Regions from separate parts of the Danio rerio genome. Here region 1 is linked to region 2. The links are chromatin contacts, called in public Hi-C maps. All regions are on one chromosome and are shown on one strand. The core of a region is the stretch at or near the end of the contact, and the rest is flanking DNA. Distances in the headings are between cores, read along the strand shown. Region 1 holds the start of tcimb (transcriptional and immune response regulator b). Region 2 overlaps dmtn (dematin actin binding protein).

Region 1 (6,917 bases), core at 532-3,031, 130 kb before region 2:
AACTATCCATTTAAGAGCATGAAAACTGGATTAAACCAGAAGAACAGTAATTGACTGCCACTGAAGAATTACAGCAACGGTCAACTGTATCCATCAGAAAACACCCTTATCTCAGTGAGCAGACACAGTTTGTTCCATGACATCTGCTGATGGACTCCGGCTAATTTAACAAGAAAGACTGGCTGAAAAGATTTCCAGCATCAATATGTTTACTCACCATAAAACATTACAAGCTATCAGTTCTACAAGACTATTGTTAATTTTTAACCTGGATCTAAGTCTTTGGTATTTTAGAGTCAATATATAAATATTTTAAATCTAAAAGTTAAAACAGAAGACACTTGTATTTTAACATCTATTTATGTCTGAAAGGGGTGGAAACATTAGCAAAATTTCATCTACATTTGTGCTATTTAAGAGACTTGAATACCATTTGGAAAAGTTTCACTTGGAGGCAACATTCGCATGCATGGATTCCTATTGAATTGACGTATTCGTTGAGCAATGCACTTTAAATTTGCATTTTCAGCCATCATAAGTAATTTAAATAGTTTAAAACATGTTGTTCTAATGTGTCAAATAAAAATATTCAGAAAAAATTCCTAAGCATTTTTCATTAGGATATATCCATATTTCGCATGCTGTAAATATATTTTGTGAAATAATTTTCTTTCATCACTAGTAGTTGATAACAAGTTAACAATTAATTATGCACAATTTATTTGTTAACACACTGCTTGTTAAAACCACAACTACATTATTTAAAATTTGTACCTGACTAAGAAAAAAAAAACTAACATACTAATATGTAAAATATAACCGTTTACTATTAATATTTTACCAGATGCATCAATAGGCTATATTTGCATTGATTAATTAAATCAGGGAACTAAATGGCTACTGTAGATTTGCAAGCCTATTTAAAACTTTATATTTGGAAATGCAACAATGATTTTAAGAGATAGAGAGTGAAACACATTTACACAGAAATGAATCGTATAAAAACAGTTTTATTCAAAATATGTTTTCTCTCATCAAGTAAAATGTTTAACAACGCAATGCAGACACTGTGGATGACACACACTGAACATCTTTACATTTCAGCGGCGACATCAGTCCGTATTTCAAATGCATTTCTTTATCTTCATGATGTCAAGAAAGCATCAGGACTCAAGTCTGCAAGCTCAAGCACTGGTCCAGTTCAGTGTTCACAGCACACCAACATGACCATCAACAGTTCATCACGAAGCCTCGAGGAACATCAGTCTCCAGCATAAGTAGCGTGTGCCAATGCTTCACGTTTTTTTCCCTTAGCGTGTGCAAACAACTGCACAGCATCCAACTTTCCTCATCGAAACTTCAGCGACTGGCGGGTCAGTCCCGTAATCAGCATGAATTTGTCCTTCTTGTCCTGCTGAAGAGCCATGAGCGCTTTGGAGATCTCCTCAGGGTCCTGGTACAGTGTGAGGATGCTCCTGGCTCTCTCCACCGCCTTCAGGTCTCCCGCTTTCTCGAAAAGCTTCACCAGCACCTCCTGGTTGACGTTCTCGAAAATGTTTGGCGACGCTTTCTTGCGGTGCGCCGTGTCGAATTTGATGCCGCTCACGGCGGGACCGACACGACGCGAGTCTGAAGACACGTAGAAAGACATGGCGTTAGAAAACAGAGAAGTCGTTTCGAGATGTCTTGTGTCTGATAGTAGAGGCTGAGCTCTTACTGAACCAGCATGGGTGATAGCAGCCGGTTTTATAGAGGACTGACTGACTGAGGAAGAGAATTCCCTTCAGATGTGACGTCACAGGAACGGTTAGTAAACGCCCAGGGTGAACCGCTGAGGGAAACTGTTCTGACGCAAGCATGAACTTAGCCAAGATTTCATTAATATATAACTACTAGCTTACTATACCTCAGGTAAACTTCGTCTAGTAAATTTCTTTATGACAGTGATTGTTGTAGTCTAAGCATTGGGATGTATTAAAGACAGTGGCATCATTTAGTTAGCCACAATTAACCATGAGTTTTTAGGCTAGCTTTATAGGCTAGTTTAGGCGTGGTGGTTTATTTATATTCAGTTTTACTACACCTACCAAGGTTAAAGTATGATGATGTAACAAAAAACATGGTTAATAGACAGAAAAATGCTCGGTTTCACATGCTCGGATTTGTGTTAAGACAATATGAAGCAAAACTAAATTATTATTTTTAACAAATGTAAAGAGATTGAACAAAAACAATTAGGACAACAATTAACAATTAAGTTGTGTTGTTTGAACAAACAGCAAATGTAATTTTTGAGTGTAGGCAACATGGTTTAATAACCAACCAGGTTATGAAGAACCTTAAACACTCATGGAACACCAACAATTCTGGGTTGTATTAAACCAATAATGGGTCAAATATGGTCAAAAACAACATTGGGGTATTTTTTAGATTCAATTGAAATAACTTTTACTATTTGACCCAGCATTCTAGTAATACAACCCAGCATATTTCAGAGTGAATCTGTTCATTCCAGAAAAACTTCTTTTATGGCAACACCATCAAACCCCCCTTTGGTTATTCCTGCCACTGTTACTGAGTTCTCTTGCTTTACAGAAGCATTTCAAATCAGTTTCTCCAGTGTATTTTGTCATACTTTCTGTTTTATTGATGATGAGGGAGGACACAGAGGGTGAGACCACTAGCTTGCTTAGTTCAGATGATTTCATCCGTACAAGTTTAATGTTTAAATGTTTTATGTCACCTGGGAAGCACCTGCATGACGCTCACCTTAAACTTTTTGGAAATGACCAGAATTATTTACAATGTCAGCAGAAAACTTTAAATATTTTAGCACTTTCCTTCCTCCTCGAGGACATTACGTAGTAAACGGCCCGTTCTATTGGCAGAACGTTATTTCTCGGCGGCAATGAATGTGGGAAGGAAGAACACCATGCATCTATCATTTTATGAGATCATGTTCTGATAAAAGCACTGATTGTTCCTTCTGCATCGCATTTTTTTTTGTCACATGCATTATAGTGCATGTGCCATGAAAGCCTACCTGAAAATGACTTTTTCTTAAGCAGAAAAAAAAAACATCTATTAATCTGTTTTTTAATATACTTTTTTAAATGTAATTTGTTTGTGACAATTTACTTATGATAGATATATGAGAGATATGGCTTTTTCATTAGTTTGTTAAAATACAATTATCCTGTTTCAACTTTATTTTTAAAAAAGTTAAACATGAATTGTCTTGAAGTTTTTAATCAGTCAAATGCAAATTTCATTAAATGAATCACAGACTAATTTACAGTATTTTTAATTATTGCACTAAAAAGTTTTAGAATCAATTACATAAGGGCAATTATAAATAAAACCATTGTAAGCTGAGAAAATATTATTTGCTTTTCCTTCAATGCTAACGAAGGCCTACTAGGACATTCCAAGCACAGGATTGATCCTCCTTACATGGCAGAGTTCCTCACATCTCCAATCCATCCCTGCCATTTACTTAAAGAAACCATGTGCCTATCACCATATACAATTCATCTGCTCATGATCTTCTTTCATAGCTTTATCATGTTTGGTGTCATTTGACCGTTTAGGACTTCAGCGCTGTAGTGTTGAAATCAGCAGAGACATTGATGCATTTCAATATACAATCTATTTACTAATGTTGAGTCATGGCCTGGCAATGCAGTGGCGCAGTAGGTAGTGCTGTCGCCTCACAGCAAGAAGGTCGCTGGGTCGCACCTTGGCTCAGTTGGCGTTTCTGTGTGGAGTTTGCATGTTCTCTCTGCCTTCGTGTGGGTTTTCTCTGGGTGCTCCGGTTTCCCCTACTGTCTAAAGACATGCGGTACAGGTGAATTTGGTAGGCTAAATTGTCAGTAGTGTGTGTCTGTGTGTGTGTGTGTGGATAATTCCCAGAAATGGGTTGTGGCTGGAAGGGCATCTGCTATGTTAAAACGTGCTGGATAAGTTGGCGGTTCATTTCACTGCCTTTGTTCCACAGCATGTTACAATGTACAGTATGTTAGTTTGTTTCATTGTACTGTCTGAACATACAACTTTACAGAAATCAAGTCGTGCTGTGATAAGTTAAAACAACACATTTAAAAATTTTTTTTTAAGTATTTTTGGGATGACTTATTTGTTTTGTTTAACCTACTTACATTTTAAGAAACGTTAAGTTAACCTAATCGATTTGTGTTGAGACAATGAAGGAATGATGGAACTATTTTCCCCTCTCAAATCGAAACTTTGTTTACGGTTTAAAAGTAGTCTTCAAATTCATAGCGCTACACTTTTTCCACATTTTTTATGTTACAGCCTTATTCCAAAATGGATTTATTTATTTATTTCCTCCAAATTATACACACAATAGCCCATAATGACAATGTGAAAAAAAAAATTGTTGCAAATTTATTAAAAAAAAAAAAACCTGAAAAATCACATGTACATAAGTGTTCACAGCCTTTGGCTGAAGCTCTAAATTGAGCTCAGGTACTGTACATTCTGTTTCCACTGATCATGCACTGATCAGATGTTTTAGCAGCTTAATTGGAGTTCATCTGTGGTAAATTCAGTTGCTTGTGGTTTGAAAAGGTATACACCTGTCTATATAATGTCCCAGGATTGACAGTGCATGTCAAAGCACAAACCAAGGCATTAGTCAGGAAGGTGATCTGAGATTAATCTAGATTATATATATATATATATATATATATATATATATATATATATATATATATATATATATATATATATATATATATATATATAGTATAAATAAAGAACAAAAAATATTCTTGATAGGCTTCTCATTTTTTATTTGCATATTAACAACAAAGTGACTTATAGTTCAGGATTATTCTGGATATATGTAGTTACTGCTGGATAAAATTAGCCTATTCCTTCTAAAAAGCACTTAAAAGACAGATTGTACTTTTGCCAGTAAATGTAATCAATGTCCGTAATCAGTGCTTATATTTAGTTCCCAAAAGCCATCCCAGTCTGTTCTCTACGACGATGAGAACAGGAAGAGTTGATTATAAATAAAGATACCAATGACAAATGTGTGCTCTTATGCTGATGCGCAACATTTCTGAAGAATTACATCTATTTTTGATATAGTGAAGCGATGGTCAAGGGGGAACAGCTGGTGGGAACATTGCCTGGAAGACCCAGTTTTTTTTTAAAGAGCTTACTTTGTGGGTTCCAAGTGACTCTAGTGTAACATCTAGCACTGGAATGCTTTGAGAACTTCAATAGTTTTATATCGAAAGGCATTAAACAGACCATACTGCTCCTTCAAATGGAAGGAAGGGAGACGCCACATTGACTTCCCATTTGCGCATACAGTACTGACTGTATTGGTAATTATGACTTGGTTGTTCACTGCTTGGAGTCTAATGTGGCCGACAGCCATCAACATTAGGGCAGTGTTATGGAGTCATGACAACAGTAACCAACAGTGACTCTTCTGTCCTGACCAAATGTCTATTTCCTTTACATGCACTATACAAAACATTTTTCCATGTCCACGCAACACTACTAGCTCCTCTGTAATTTCATGCCAATTACTTTTTTTATGATTTAAGAATTTTTTTTTCTACAACTTTTAGATGTTATTCAAATCTATAGCTTAGACCTTTAACCACACTTTTTATACTATTCTGTCTTTTTAAAAATGCTCTGTGTAATGTGTTAGATCAACTGGGACTAGTTGTCTGATTTGCCAGTCGAGTCTTTACTGCAGCTGACATCAGATCTACTTTTATCTGGGGTTTAATTCTTTCATACAATTTGTTGCTCTGTATTTAAAGATGAATATTATTTAATAAACCTTTTTTATTTTATATTTTTAGGACAGTTTTTTTGCATGCAGCTCCAGTGATATTACAGTGATGCTTTTGCTAATTCACATAAACCCTTAGAAGAATCTACACCAGTGTTCAATACTGTAGGTGAGTTCTCACTGAATATTTTAGCGTTAAGCCATGTTATGTTATTACACCATATATACTAGCACTATTAAAACTTTAAATAAATGAAGTGTGAAATGTAGCTTCATATAGGCCATAGTAGATGTCAAAAGGTTTCTGTTACAGCAGGAGTCTTAAATCATATTTTTGAAACAATGAAATTAAGCATTCAAGTTGACTGACGTTTTGTTTTGTGTTTTTATTTTCACTGTTTTCTTGTATTTTGTTTTGTCTTTCATTTACATTTTCGTTGTGTTGTTTTGTTTTGTCTTTTGTTTTCTTTTTCATTTAGTTTTGCCTTTCATTTTCATTCTGTTGTTTTGTTTTGATTTTTGTTTTGTCTTTTGTTTTCATTCTGTTGTGTTTTGATTTTCGTTGTGTTGTGTTTTGTTTTGTCTTTCGTTTTCATTTTTGTTGTTTTCTTTTGTTTTGTCTTTCTTTTTCGTTTTGTTGTTTTCTTGTGTTTTTTGTTTTGTCTTTTATTAAAAAAATTTTTGTTGTGTTTGTTTTTTGTTTTTTTCATTTTCAATTCGTTTTTTGTTTTGGTTTTGTTTATTGTTGTTTAGTGTTTTTTTAACATTTTTAATATTTTACTTTTAGTATACTGTATGACTGTGCTACGTCTGACAGATCACACTACTGTCTTTTCTTTTTCATTCTTTTATAACCCGTTTAAACACATTTTAACTATCAACAATTTTAACAATCGTTTTTAATTCTTTTAATAAAAATGTATTTTCTTGTTTCTTTTATTCTTGCTTATGTAAAGCATTTTAAGTGAAATTTATTCATAAACTAATTTCGAGAGGATCACGTGATTATGAATGAACACAGCTGGTCTGCATTAGCATGTATAATCCACCAATCAGGCCATTCCTAACCCCCTACAAAGAGCCAGGGTTTTTCACTACAGTCATCTTCGATTTGAAGAATCTCCCCTTTCCACCC
Region 2 (6,711 bases), core at 2,560-5,059:
TCTACACAGCATTGTTTCAGCTTGTTAGACAGCTGGGATAAATGGAAAATTCTCAAATCCTTTGAATTAACAATTTGTAGTTATATCTTTGAATTATACCATTTTTTGTTTTATACGTTGAAACTACTGATGACATTTCCTTCCCATTTTAAACTCGCATTTTTGCATATTTTCAATCACATTTTTTTCTGACCAATTCTGTAATTTTTCTTAGAAACAAACAAACAAATAAAAAATGATACAATTTTTATTTGAAATTGGGAAAAATGTTATCAGCCCTTCATACACTGAAGCAAGTATTCATATTTTACTCAAACACACACCTAATAAAACTAGAGTAATAGAGAATTTTCAAGTGAGTGCAAAAATTCAGTAATAGAAATTTGATCTATCATTAATATTTGAGTATTACAATAATTAGTATTGTATAATATACTTATATATTTAATATACCTAAAATTGTTATATATTTGATTGCTTTGTTTTTAATTTATTATTATTATTTTTAATTTGTTGTTAAATTTCCATAAATCACACTCCAAGAACTAACTAGGAGTAGATAAACGGCATAGTAAAAGTGACATACTTATGAAAAAAAGGGACAGATGTGAACAGAAACAGCATTCTAACCTGGTCACACTTTACAATAAGGTTCATTAGTTAATGTTAATTAATGCGTTTACTAACATGAACAAACAATGAATAATACATTTCCTACAATATTTATTCATGTTAGTAAACGTCAGTTAATGAAAATACAGTAGTTCATTGTTAGTTCATGTTAACTCATGGTGCATTAACTAATGGTAACAAGCATGGACTTGAATGTTAATAATGCATTAGTAAATGTTCAATTATGATTAATAAATGCTGTACATGTGTTGTTCATGATTAGTTCATGTTAGTAAATGCATTAACTAATTAACCTTATTGTAAAGTGTTACCTGTAACCTTTTTGGCTTGAGACATTTGGTCTCAATCACTTTTAAGAAAAAAAAAATCAGCTTATCATGCTGCTTGACATTCATTCATTCATTCATTCATTCATTCATTTTCTTCCTGCTTAGTCCCTTTATATATCAGAGGTCGCCACATCCATACACACTCATTCACACACATACACTACGGCCAATTTAGTTTATTCAGTTTACCTATAGCGCATGTCTTTGGACTTGTGGGGGAAATCCTTGCCAACACGGAGAGAACATGCAAACTCCACAAAGAAATGCCAACTGATCCAACCGGGACTCGAACCAGTACCCTTCTTGCTGTAAGGTGACAGTGCTAACCACTGAGCCAGCGTGTTTCCCTGCTGCTTGATGTTGCAAACTGTTATTTATTTATTACATTATTCTACTTTTTATATATAGTCATGTTTATAGATAGGCCTGTCACAATAAGGAGCCTTGGTTGTGCAGTACATTGTCACAGAAATTGTTGCAATAAGCCATGCAATGAGATCATTTTATCCCACTGATTATATAATGATTACATTACAGCATAGTGATGCAAATAGTCATATACACTTGTACATATTTATCATTGTTAAGGTTATTTAGATTCTATCATTTGATGTTAAAAAGGTAACTGTCCTATTATATATATATATTAATAAATGTCCTATTAGGTAAATGCTCAATTATAATCTTTGATGATCAGGTAGAATGTAAATGTCATTGTAAAATGGCTTTAACATTATTTGTCAATTTGTAAATATATATTGCAACTGCAAAAATGATAGAGGTCATCTCCAAGTATTGCACGATAGGTTGATATATTGATTATTGTGACAGGCCTATTTGTAGAGCAAGTAATTTTGACCAACGGAAAGGAACTGTTTTTCATTTTCTACGTCTGACAGACAAATGACTTTATAATAGGGCTGCACAATATATAGATTCAGCATCGATATCGCAGTGTGTGCATCCACAATAGTCACATCGCAGGAAGTGCAATGTGTTTACCCATATTGGAGTGAGTTTATCTTTTGCATGTATTTTTAAGGCCTGTGAAATTTTACTGCTTATATATCTAACAGAAATGTATGTATTTAATTATTTATACAATGAAGACTACAGGTTTTATTTATTTATTTATTTATTTTTTATTTCTGTACCTGAATAATTTGATAAAAAAAATCTTTCTTCCCAAAAATAATCTCTGTAATCTTCCAGAATAATCCCAATTAGTCTAAATGAACGAATTCTTTCCAAAAGAGAGCTATTCAAGCTGTCTGGTGACATTGTATTCATATCCGCTATATATATATATATATATATATATATATATATATATATATATATATATATATATATATATATATATATATATATATATATATATGTACTGCAGCAAAACAAAATATCAAAATCTCAAAATTTTGCAATATCGTGCAGCCCTACTTCATGTATTAATTTCACTTTGCATTAGAGGATGATTCAATATCACAAATCAAACATTTTATGTCATTTTTATTTCTGCTTTTGTATTTTTGCTCTTTAATATTTAAGTATAATTTAAAGCTGTAGTTTTTACCTTTACTTAAGTCTATTTTTTGTTTAAGTTTTCATTCAAAATCTGTGCTTTCACTTTAGAGTACTTTTTTTTACACCCCCGGCTAATGGCGATGTCAGGGTAAAGAGGCATTAGTAGCAGGAACAGGATGTGGTTTTCATGTCAGAGTCTAAAAGCTGCTGGCATATTAGAAAACAAACCCCAAAAGGCCATGCTTGGTTAATCAAATTAACAAAAGCATCTTACCGGTACACCTGAAAAAATATGAAGAAAACAATTGAAAATTACTTCCAATTTTTTTTGGTAATATTCAGTAATTTGAGTCATTAATAATGATGAATTTATAACCTAAGCCTAATTAATTTGTTATTTTAATATCCTTACATCTTACCTGTTTTTGCTTTTCCATTGTCTGTAGAGGAAAAGTCTGCAGACTGCAGCTACATGCATTATAACAACAACAACACAATTAAAATCACCACAGACACTAAAGAACTACACAAACATCTTAAACATGAAACACATCTGTGACACATTAAATGCTTGATTGGCAACTCTGCTTGAAAACTGAAACAAATTTGTTGCAGTGTTTAAATGCATGTAATTTCAAAATCAAAAAATGTTTTATTATTATTTTGTATAATAACAATAATCATACTAATGACTGTGAAGTATTTTAAAAGTGAGCCAATCGAAACAGACGCTATTTTTATGTTCAAATGTACACAGTCCTAAAAGTACAGCAGAAATAATGAAAATATTTAAAAAATGTATTATTATTAATAATAATACATATATATATATATATATATATATATATATATATATATATATATATATATATATATATATATATATATATATATATAGTTTTTATTTAAAAATCCATTATTAATTCAATTAGTATAATATAATTAATATTATTAATTCATAATCATGTAAAATGACAAACATATGCATTATATTAAATGTCAATATTAAATATGACAAGAATATTTTAGCATTTTAGGTCTTAATAGCAAAAATCCTCAGATTAACATCCCAGACAAACCCATGGGAACACATAATATAACTAAAATGTTTAAAAGCCTAATTTAAAGGAAGAAGGTCTCTTACCCTGGTAAGGCCTGTTCGACTGCATGGAGGTAAAGAGGCAGATTTAGTAGTGCTGGCTGATGATCCTGCAGCAAACAGAAATGAAACCTTTAATTATGAGCACAACAGACATTCTCTATAAATCTTCTATGCAGTTCATCATTCCAACACTTGGCGTCCTCAGTGACCTGCATGCTGAGGAAATGAGACACTGCTCGCTGCAGAGCCACTTGAGCTCCAGCGAGGGGGAGCTTGAGCTCTCGCTCCTCCTCCTATAAACAGTTTTAATGCGTACACCCACCCCACCCCACCCCTAACCCCAACTCAACTCCCAGTGACATCACTCGTAGAAGAAGTGCAAGGAAGGAGGAGCTAGAGCTCAAGCTCCTCCTTGCTGGAGCTCAGCTCTGCCCAAATGGCTTTGGAGTGAGCACTACTTGGAGGAAATACACATCAGATGCCTAAAGTGACAGCTCACCCAAAATTGAACATTCAATAAACACCCAGGGTGCTCCGGTTTCCCCCACAAGTCCAAAGACATGCGGTACAGGTGAATTGGGTATGCTATAATTGTCCGTAGTGTATGTGTGTGAATGAGTGTGTATGGTTGTTTCCCAGTGACAGGTTGCAGCTTGAAGGGCATCCGCTGTGTAAAAACATTTGCTGGATAAATTGGCGATTCATTCCGCTGTGGCGACCTCAGAATAATAAAGGGACTAAGCCAGAGGTGACCAACCCTGCTCCTGGAGATCTACCGTCCTGCAGATTTCAGTTGCAACCCAAATCAAACACACCTGCCTGTAATTATCCAGAGCTGTTCAGGTCCTGATTAATTGGTTCAGGTGTGTTTGATCAGGGTTGGAACTGAACTCAGCAGCAAGGTAGATCTCCAGGAGCAGGGTTGGTAATCCCTGGACAAAGCCGAAAAGAAAATGAAGAATTTCCATTTAATTTACATAATTACTGGTTTCAAACCTGTTTATTTTTTTTCAAATAAAGAAACAAACATTCTAACTCTAATTCTATATTCTAAAAAAACTAATTTTGTTGAAAGCAAAAGAAGATATTTTACAGAATGTGGAAAACTAGAGAGTTGACAATAGCCATTGACTTCAAAATAACGATTATTATTGATCATATTGTTATTTAATAATTTATATTGACTGATATGGCATTGATATGTTTAATATTACATGAATATAAGAATATTAATATACATTAGAATATTAATATATATTCATATTTTTGTGTTATGTATGTATAAATCAATACCAATTATTAAATACTATTATTGTTAATATTGTAAATCATTATTTTTATTTATTTTAATCATTATTTTATTTGTATTAACAAATATTTCACAATTATTATTATTAACAATAATATTAAAATAATTCATTTTATCTTAAAAATACATGTATGTAGATACTTAACTACTGTTTTGTTTCAGTTTTTTTTTTTTTTTTTTTTTTCCAGGGAGATTTTTCAAAGATTTTTTAGGCAGATTTTTTACAATTTTAAATATTTTAATCATAACATTATAAAATGATAGTATAAATAATAGTATAACAGGATAAATAATTAAATAATATAATAAATATAAGAAATTATAAGAAGAATAAATTACAGCTATTTTAATTATTATAATTAATGTTTATATAATAATAATAATAATAACAACAACATTTATTCATACCATTTAGAGATCAGTATTATTTTAATCACAATAATATTAGAATATCACAATAAACTATTATAATTTTGTACTTATTTAAACGTTAACTATAAATATTAAAACGATGGCCAATGGCTTCCCTAGTTTTCCCCTACTATGGCAGTCAAAAGCTATTGTCAGCTTTCTTCAAAATATCTTCTTTTGTGTTCTGCTAGGGTGATTAGGTGAGCAAATATTGATTTTTAGTTCAACTGTTCCTTTGAGCTGAAGAGTGTTCAGTAAAACAAGCATTACATACCCAAATGTATGTTTGTCCCATCTGGCAGAGAGCGTGTTTTTCTGCGGATGAGTCCTGATTTCTCTATTTCCTCCTTCAGGATCAGTTTGCCTAAGTTGGACTGTATCTAAAAAACAAATAAACATTGCTGTCATGATTAGAGCTCCATTAAGCTCCTCACATCCTTCCAGTACTGCAAACTTCACTTTAACAGCTGAAAACAAAACACTTGATCATCAAGTCCGGCGTCTGATGTATTGTTGCAGACAGTGAGCGCTCATATTCAGCGAGTGCTCACCTTCTGAAGCTCCTGCTCCTGGAGTCTCTTTGCGTCTTCTGTCAGATCCTCAAAGTCATCGTCCTCCATTGGTTTTCCTTGTTCTGCTGCCTTCCTCCTCCACTCAATCTCTGACGGAGGAAAAAAAACATCAATGATGATTCATTACAGTCTGATAAAGTGCTGAAATATTCCAATATAATACTGCTATTAATTATTATAAAAGATGTTGTTATTATACTTAATATAATACTAATAATAATGTTTACTAAGTTGCATACCTTTTATATCACAACTGTATCGCAATATTACAATATAATATGATTAACGGCTGACATAATAATAATAATGCCATTTATTATAATTAACATTATTTACATTGTAAACTTATGATTGTAGTTAATGATCTGAATAATAATAATTATTAACAGAAGCATTCGAGATTGGTATGAATTCATATTTGTATTTAATTGATAGTTCAAAATTATACTTACAAAAATATAGTCAATTTGTACAATATAAACTAAATTGTACTTTTTATTATTTAATTATTTATATAAAATTTGTTTTATTTAATTACTATTTAATTATTTAATATTTTATGGATTTTATTTAGTCATACTTTTATTAATATTGATATTCATGATATTATAATACTGCAGTGAAATATATTGCATTAATTATAATTAAGATATTTATAATTTAATAATAACAATGATAATTATTATCATTAGTATTATTTAATAGCAATAAATTAATTTAACATTTCAATATGTTTATAATTTTTTCTATTTAATATTGAATAAAATATTATAATTATTTATTACTACTGGTTATTATGACAGCCCAGGTTGCACAATCGCCTTGCAGCAA

What was found. Hi-C and Micro-C count contacts between places; a contact is called where the count stands out from the background.
Region 1: a contact with region 2 is called in a Hi-C map of an unstated tissue, with 2.8 times the contacts expected there. The contact joins the promoter of tcimb here to the enhancer-like site in region 2. A contact is called at or near these places in 3 of 18 Hi-C or Micro-C datasets (caudal fin, hematopoietic stem cells and an unstated tissue).

Annotation. Positions count from the first base shown.
Region 1 is chr10:25,123,713-25,130,629 of GRCz12tu, reverse strand. tcimb (transcriptional and immune response regulator b) reads right to left here and starts at 1,781. Exons shown (of 1, transcript NM_001386670.1): 1 at 990-1,781. The coding sequence starts at 1,651. The coding sequence ends at 1,349.
Region 2 is chr10:25,000,194-25,006,904 of GRCz12tu, reverse strand. It overlaps dmtn (dematin actin binding protein), which reads right to left. Exons shown (of 16, transcript NM_001201409.1): 9 at 5,860-5,969; 10 at 5,583-5,688; 11 at 3,631-3,695; 12 at 2,906-2,954; 13 at 2,761-2,768. Among named protein-coding and RNA genes, the nearest start is that of dmtn, 32 kb to the right of the region's middle. Within about 2 kb of position 3,809, at least 4 of the 62 cell types and tissues checked have an H3K27ac peak or open chromatin away from gene starts, as enhancers often do.